2 separate regions of the Mus musculus genome follow, and region 1 is linked to region 2. Evidence: chromatin contacts called from public HiChIP or PLAC-seq data. All regions are on one chromosome and are shown on one strand. Each heading gives the region's core, a stretch centred on a gene start, on an enhancer-like site or on the middle of the called end of the contact. The rest is flanking DNA. Distances are from core to core; before and after follow the strand shown.

Evidence for each region. HiChIP or PLAC-seq counts read pairs in DNA pulled down with a chosen protein or histone mark.
Region 1: a contact with region 2 is called in an H3K27ac HiChIP or PLAC-seq map of embryonic stem cells, with 24 read pairs. The contact joins two enhancer-like sites. A contact is called at or near these places in 7 of 484 Hi-C or Micro-C datasets (bone marrow-derived macrophages, cerebral cortex, embryonic retina and 3 more), 13 of 115 datasets of contacts at active chromatin or transcription factors (craniofacial prominence, embryonic forebrain, embryonic stem cells and 5 more) and 3 of 9 other capture datasets (adipose tissue, liver and pancreatic islet).

The regions. Positions count from the first base shown.
Region 1 is chr6:122,762,720-122,765,880 of GRCm38.p6, reverse strand. It overlaps a transcript of Slc2a3 not described here. Among named protein-coding and RNA genes, the nearest start is that of Slc2a3, 22 kb to the right of the region's middle. RefSeq lists an enhancer at 1-1,852. Within about 2 kb of position 1,375, at least 236 of the 459 cell types and tissues checked have an H3K27ac peak or open chromatin away from gene starts, as enhancers often do. A contact at or near this core is called in embryonic stem cells and pancreatic cancer cells, where this site is marked.
Region 2 is chr6:122,688,735-122,692,371 of GRCm38.p6, reverse strand. No RefSeq gene overlaps it. Among named protein-coding and RNA genes, the nearest start is that of Nanog, 17 kb to the left of the region's middle. Within about 2 kb of position 2,026, at least 34 of the 459 cell types and tissues checked have an H3K27ac peak or open chromatin away from gene starts, as enhancers often do. A contact at or near this core is called in embryonic stem cells and pancreatic cancer cells, where this site is marked.

The DNA of each region.
Region 1 (3,161 bases), core at 126-2,625, 74 kb before region 2:
CATCTTAAACCTGGTTCTTTTTTTCCTTGTTCTAATTTTTCAAGGCAGGGTCTCAAGATGTAGCTTTGGATATCCTGCAATTCACCACATAGACCTAGTTGACCTCTAACTCACTGATCCTCCTGCCTCTTCTCCAGAGTGCTGGGATTAAATGTTTGTGTCAATCCGACCAGCTTCCTGATACATTTTAAAAGATATAAGGAAGCAAAATTGAAGGAAAATTGGATTTATGTACGACTTGTCCAAAACAGAGAATGATGCCTAGTTTTTCTCCGCCATTTCTGTAACAGGTGTAAATTTTACAGAAGTGATGAAACAAAGGCCAGGAAATAAGGGTATGATAAAGTTGTCAGATCCCTGTGAAATCTTTCCCGGTAGGCAAAGTGCCCCGTCCTAACCCCCACCCCACCCCCACCACCGTCCCTTAACCCTCCTCACCAGGGGATCTGCACCCCACCTCCACCCTCAAACGCTTGGGAGTCCTGGGGAAATTTTAATTCTTTGGTCCATTGTTTGAATAGGTTGATAGCTAAGGGGAGGAGCTGGTGTCTCTCCCAGATTATCTCCTCCTGCTGGGTCCGTTACAAAAGCCTACAGTCGCTCGAATGCCACCGAACAATGACCGGGTAACCTCAGTGAGAGCATGCTGCAGGAGAATGTTCTAAGAGTAAATTTGCACTCTGATGATTGCAGTGGGGTGGCACGGAGACAGGAGACTGCAGGCATCAAAAATTAGTCATCTACCCGAACAGCTGGAATGGGTGAACGCTTTTGCACGCGTAGTATATGTAAAGCTGACTGAAATAAAAAGAAGCAGGCAGCGTGGGAAACGTGAGCGACCTGGTGTGCTGCACGACGAAGCCGAATGGCCTGCGGCAAAATAGATGGACAGGTGGGGAGACTGCCGGGCGCAGGTGGGGCATTCGCCCTCGCCCTCGAGGCAGACTCTGGCGTAACCTGCTGCTCCACAGAGATGCCTCGGATTCCTGACAACTGCACTTTCTCAGCCCCATCCGGTGGGCGCTGGCCGACCCCGCCCGGCAGAAGGGACGTGCGTATTGGCACGGCGCCCGGCAGCCCCCGCGGTCCCTGAGTCGCTTGGATCTGCCTCCCCAGCTCGCTGACTCATTCGCGCATCCTGCAGTGTTCCGCTCCTTCCCTTGGTCCTCACGTTCCCTTGACGTTTTTGGTTGACTTGTCGGGAGGAGGCGGGGGTGGGGGTATTAAAAAGAAAGAAACGGACTGGGAAAGGCGGAGGGTGAATTTAGAAGTAAAAGGTAGGGTGGGCTGCAGACCACCAGGAAGAAGGAAAGGGTGGGCCTGGGAAGGATCAGATGTGTGTGAGCATGCGCAGAGCGTTGGGTCACCCTGCACCATCCGCAGCGAACTGCGCCACTGTGGCACGATCGACGACCGACGGAAAAGAACAGCCCTGCACATTAGGGCTATACATTTTGTGCTACTTGCTATTTAGGCGTGCGTCGGGGTCGAAATAAGCAGAAGAAAGTAGAAATAAGGGCTTTCTGGTGCCTGCCTCGCCGTCCTAACATCCGCCGTACTCTACCTTTCTCTGTGCCCCAAACCAAGGAAGCACGTGAACGCTGCTTGCATGCATTTAACCCTTAATGACATTTTAGGACTTTGGATAGACATGTTCTTCATAACACCAGTCGCGGGACATAATCTGATGTGTTGTAAATTGGCATTAGAAAATCTAAGCATGTTATCCTTTAAACACATCTTGAGCTGGGATGTTTAACCTAAGTGCTTCAGTCTCTGACCCTCACTTCTCCAGCCTGAAAAGGGAATATTACCCATGAGAAAATGAGGAACTCCCTGCTGAGTCTGTTGGCCTTGGCCCATGCTCAACAGTTATCTCCCTACATTGGTCTTTGGTTGGGTCTATGCAGACTGTTTGCTACCTTTTAAGCGCGCGCGCGGGGGGAAGGAGGTGTTCACAAAAAATGACTAAGGTGGGTGTAAAGAAAACCTAAGGACAATTCATCAACTAATCTTCAGCCACCTCTCCTCCAGTCCCAGTTTTTCCCTCACTAATGACATGGATGACAGCAGTATACTCAAAGTGACTTCCTCTCAGTGCTTACTCTCCAGTAAAATCTAAAGCTGCCTGCAGGCCCCGGGGGAACCTGGAAAACCAGCCTCTAGGCCCAGTGCCCTTAAGTAGGGCACTCTCACGGTGGCACTCCCGTGGATTCCTGTTACATGAAATGAAAGATATTGAGAGAGAGACTGAGACTGAGAAAGACTTTCCTGTTGAGTACGGTCGGTTGTCAGTCTTGGCTGGACCATTTTTTCATTCACAGGAAGTCCTCAGAGTTTCCCCGCTCAGAGGCATGTTCTTTGTCTCCAGCCTCTGCTACCACAGACAGTGCCTCCTTCCTTCTTCTGATCCCAGCCAATGACTGTGATCTCACAGCTTTAAGGTCCCATTTCATTTGCCTCATCTACAGTAAAACTCGGGAGTTGGTAACTTTTACTGCAAAGGGTCAGATTATGTAAGTGTTTTAGGGTTTGTGGACCACAGTGTCCCAAGAGCCTTGTTGCCTCACTGGCCTCTCTCTGTGGCCTCTCCATCTCCTCTGACCTGAGAGGCTCTCCAAACAGCCTGGGAATAGGGCCCTCACTGAGTACCAGGGGGGTGGCTCCTTTCCTGGAACTCGGTATCAGCTGTTTATCTGCAGCCTCCAGATCCCTAGCCTTGGAAGATGCTTCCTGTGGGAGTGGGAGGGGTCTAGAGAGGGTAATAGTGAGTGAGCATGACCAAACTACGTTATATACACAGATAATGTCACGGTGAGAGAGACCTGGATAGCTGATAACTACGAGTGTTCAAATGTGACTTCAGCGCTGAGGTGGAAATGGGCCACAGAGACCTCTTTTCTCCATGTGCTCTGGTCCTGGTGTTTTTGGGTTTTTTTGTTGTTTGTTTGTTTGTTTGTTGGGTTTTGTTTTGGCTTTTCGAGACAGGGTTTCTCTGTATAACCCTCCCTGTCCTGGAACTCACTTTGTAGACCAGGCTGGCCTCAAACTCAGAAATCCACCTGCCTCTGGGATTAAAGGCGTGTGCCACCACTCCCGGCTTGGTCCTGGTGTTTTATTACAGCACAAACAACCCTAGCTAAAACAGGTCTCTCCTGCTG
Region 2 (3,637 bases), core at 777-3,276:
TAATAAATAAATAAATAAATAAATAAATAAATAAATAAATAAATGAAAGTTTGTCCTCTGACCTCCACAAGCACACCATGGAACACATGCCCCCTCTTCAAACACATGCAAAATAAATGTAAAATTTGATTTAAAAAAACCTTTTAAGGCTGTGTATGGTGTGTATGTATGTGTGTGAAAGAGAGCAGAGAGAGAGAGAGTTCTCTACACATATTCTCTCTCTCTGCTCAATAGTGCATGAGCTCTACTGAGCTCATGTCATTGGGCTTCTTGGGGGAAATAGACTCTGTGAGCCACTTCACTGGTCTGTCACTTGTTTTCATGATAGCCATTCTGAAATGACATGTAAAATTGGTTTTAATTGCATTTCTCGGAGGGCTACAGATGTTGAACATTTAAATAAACATTTATTGGCCATTTGTATTTCTTTTGAAAACTATTGGGTCTGTTCCTTGACTAATTTACTGACTGACAGGTTTGTGTGTTTGTTTTCAACAGTCACAGCTCTCTATGTTCTAGGCAGTAACGTCATTTCTCAAGTATAGCTGGTAGCAAGGAGTTTCTCCCATTGTGTTTGCTGTTCTCTCTGTTCATTTTATGTAACCCATTTATCATTTTTTTTAAATGGAATTCTTTTTTATTATTATTTATATAAGTACACTGTTGCTGTCTTTAGACATACCAGAAGAGGGCATCAGATCTCATTACAGATGGTTGTGAGCCACCGTGTGATTGCTGGGAATTGAACTCAGGACCTCTGGAAGAGCAGTCGGTGCTCTTAACCGCTGAGCCATCTCTCCAGCCCCCATTTATCAATTTTAAAGCATATACTGTTATTTTTCTGTGTGGCTGGTTTGCCTCTATGTATACCATAATACCGGCTTCACGGGGGGCCAGAAGGTGTCACCAGATGCCCTGGAATTGGAATTATAATTAGTTATGTGCCCCATGTGCCTATAGGGAATTGAACAAAGGTCCTTTGGAAGAGCAGCCAGGGATTATTTATTTATTTTGGGTTTTGCTGGTTTTATCTTTCGTTTGCTTGTTTTGTTTTATTTTTGAGACAGGATCTCTCTACCCAGCCCCCGCTGTCTTGGAATTCATTGTGTAGAGCGGGTTGGCTGGAGCTGAGAGACCCACCTGTTTCTGATTTCTAAGTGCTGGGATTAAAGATGTGCACCACTACTCTGGCTCCTTTCTTTTCTCTCTTTCTTGTTTTCTTTTATAATTTTCATGGTTTTTCTTTCTTTCTTTTTCTTTCCTTCTTTTTTTTTCGAGACAGGGTTTCTCTGTGTAGCCCTGGCTGTCCTGGAACTCACTTTGTAGACCAGGCTGGCCTCAAACTCAAATTTACCTGCCTCTGCCTTGCAAGTGCTGGGATTAAAAGGCGTGCCCCAACATGCCAGAATTCATGGTTTTTCAAGACAGGGCTTTTCTGGCCAACCTGGAACTCTAGACCAGGATGGCCTGGAACTCAGAGTTCTGCTTGCCTCTGTTCCCCCATGCGCTGAAATTGAAGATATAAAACACCAAGCCTGCTGCCATGGCCGCTACTGTTGTTACTGCTGCTGTTTCTTCTTCTCTTTCTCCTCTTCTTTTTCTTCAATCACTATTCCAGTGTACATAGGTGTGGAGGTCAAAGGACACATAGGTGTGGAGGTCAAAGGACAATTTATGGAATTGGTAGTCTCAGATACCTTTACAGGGGTCTAGGGAATTGAACTCAGGCCAGCAAGCATATTTTTTATTTGTTTTGTTTTGTTTTTCCAAGACAGGGTTTCTCTGTATAGCCCTGACTGTCCTGTAACTCACTCTGTAGACCAGGCTGGCCTCGAACTCAGAAATCCGCTGCCTCTGCCTCCCAAGTGCTGGGATTAAAGGCGTGCACCACCACGCCCCGGCCCGGCCTTTTTTTTTTTTTAAGTTTTCATTCATGCATTTTATTTATGGTCAGCCTCTGACACATAAAACCTTGTTACAAACAAACAAAACAACATCAACAACAAAATTCCAATCCCCAACAACTCTAAACAAAGCACTCCAGGCAAAAGGTAACACCTTTCTTTTGGGAGTGTGCTTCCCACCTTGCCTACAGGGCATCTTTGACCTTAGGCAAAAATGCGTGTTTTTTCTTAATGGGTGTGGCTTCCAGGTCTGGGAGGAATATCAAGAAGGATTTACCAAACTCCAGCAAGCGTTGTTCTGGAATAGTCTAGGAGAATAAATAAGCTCATTAGTTATTCTGTAGGTATTAGGGCAGTAGTTTTTCACCCTTCCTAATGCTGTGACACATTGTGGTGATCCTCCCCCAACCATAAAATTATCCTATTCCTAATTCATAACTGTATTTTTTCTACTGTTATGAACGGTAAGGTAAATATCTGATATGCAGGATTTCAACCCACAGGCTGTACCAGACCTGATTATAGATGGTAGTGAGTCACACTATGTGGTCGCTGGGAATTATACTCAGGACCTCTGGAAGAGCAGCCAGTGCTCTTAACCTCTGAGTCATCTCTCCAGCCCTGAAGAACATAGTTTTGAAGCCGAGTGATGAAGATGGGGTGGGGGTGGGGTCATGGAAAAAAGACTCTAATACCTGTGTTAATTTTTTTGTCTGGACCCAATGATGTGGGATAGACTAAAATAAAAGATGCTGACCCTGATGACGTTGTATTTAAATACACACAGGGGCTGGGACAGAACTCAAGTTTAGGGGTTCTCGGGCTGGAGAGATGACTCAGCACTGACTGCTCTTTGGAAGGTCTTGAGTTCAAATACCAGCAACCACATGAAAGCTCACAACCGTCTGTACAGCTACAGTATACTCATATACATAAAATAAATAAATACATCTTTTAAAAAAACAGTTGAGGGGTTCCCAACAAGCATGGGTGAGGTCCTAGGTCTGATCATTAGCAATGCTATTATATTCAAAATATTTCAGGGCACCTCAGTCTTGATGCAAGCGTTTGGGCCGGTGAGATGCTCAGTGGGTAAGCATGCGTGCTGCACACAGCCTAAGGACCTGAATTTGATCCTCTGGACCCATGTGGTGGAAGGCGAGAACTGACTCCAGCCATCTCCCCACACAGGACACCACCACCTCCAACAAATGATTAGATAATCATTTTTAAAAAGAGAGAGAAAGAAGGTGTTCAAGGCAAAGGCTCATAGATGAAAAAGGGAATTCTGGCTCTTTATCTGTGGATTCAGATACACGGGAAACTGAGGCAGGAGGATCAGCTAAGCCTGGGAATTCAAGCCAGTCTAGGCAAAATGGTGTAGGTATCTGCTCTCTCCTCCTGCCATATGGGTCATGGGGGTAACGTTGGAAACTCCAGCCCTAAGGGAATATGATGCCCTCATCTGTGTTCTACAGGCAGTGCACACATGTGGTGTACTGACATACATGTAGGCAGAGTATTATATATATATAAAGTAAATGAGTAACTCTTAAAATTTTTCTATGCATTCACAGCAGTTCCAATCAAATCTTAAAGTAGGTTTTAGAAAATGTGACAGCGTGAGCCAACAAGATGGCTCATTAGGAAAAGTCAATTGCCACTAAGGCAGACAGCCTGAGTGAGTTCTACCCGCCATGACCCATACGGCATGGTGGCATGTATAAGCCTCT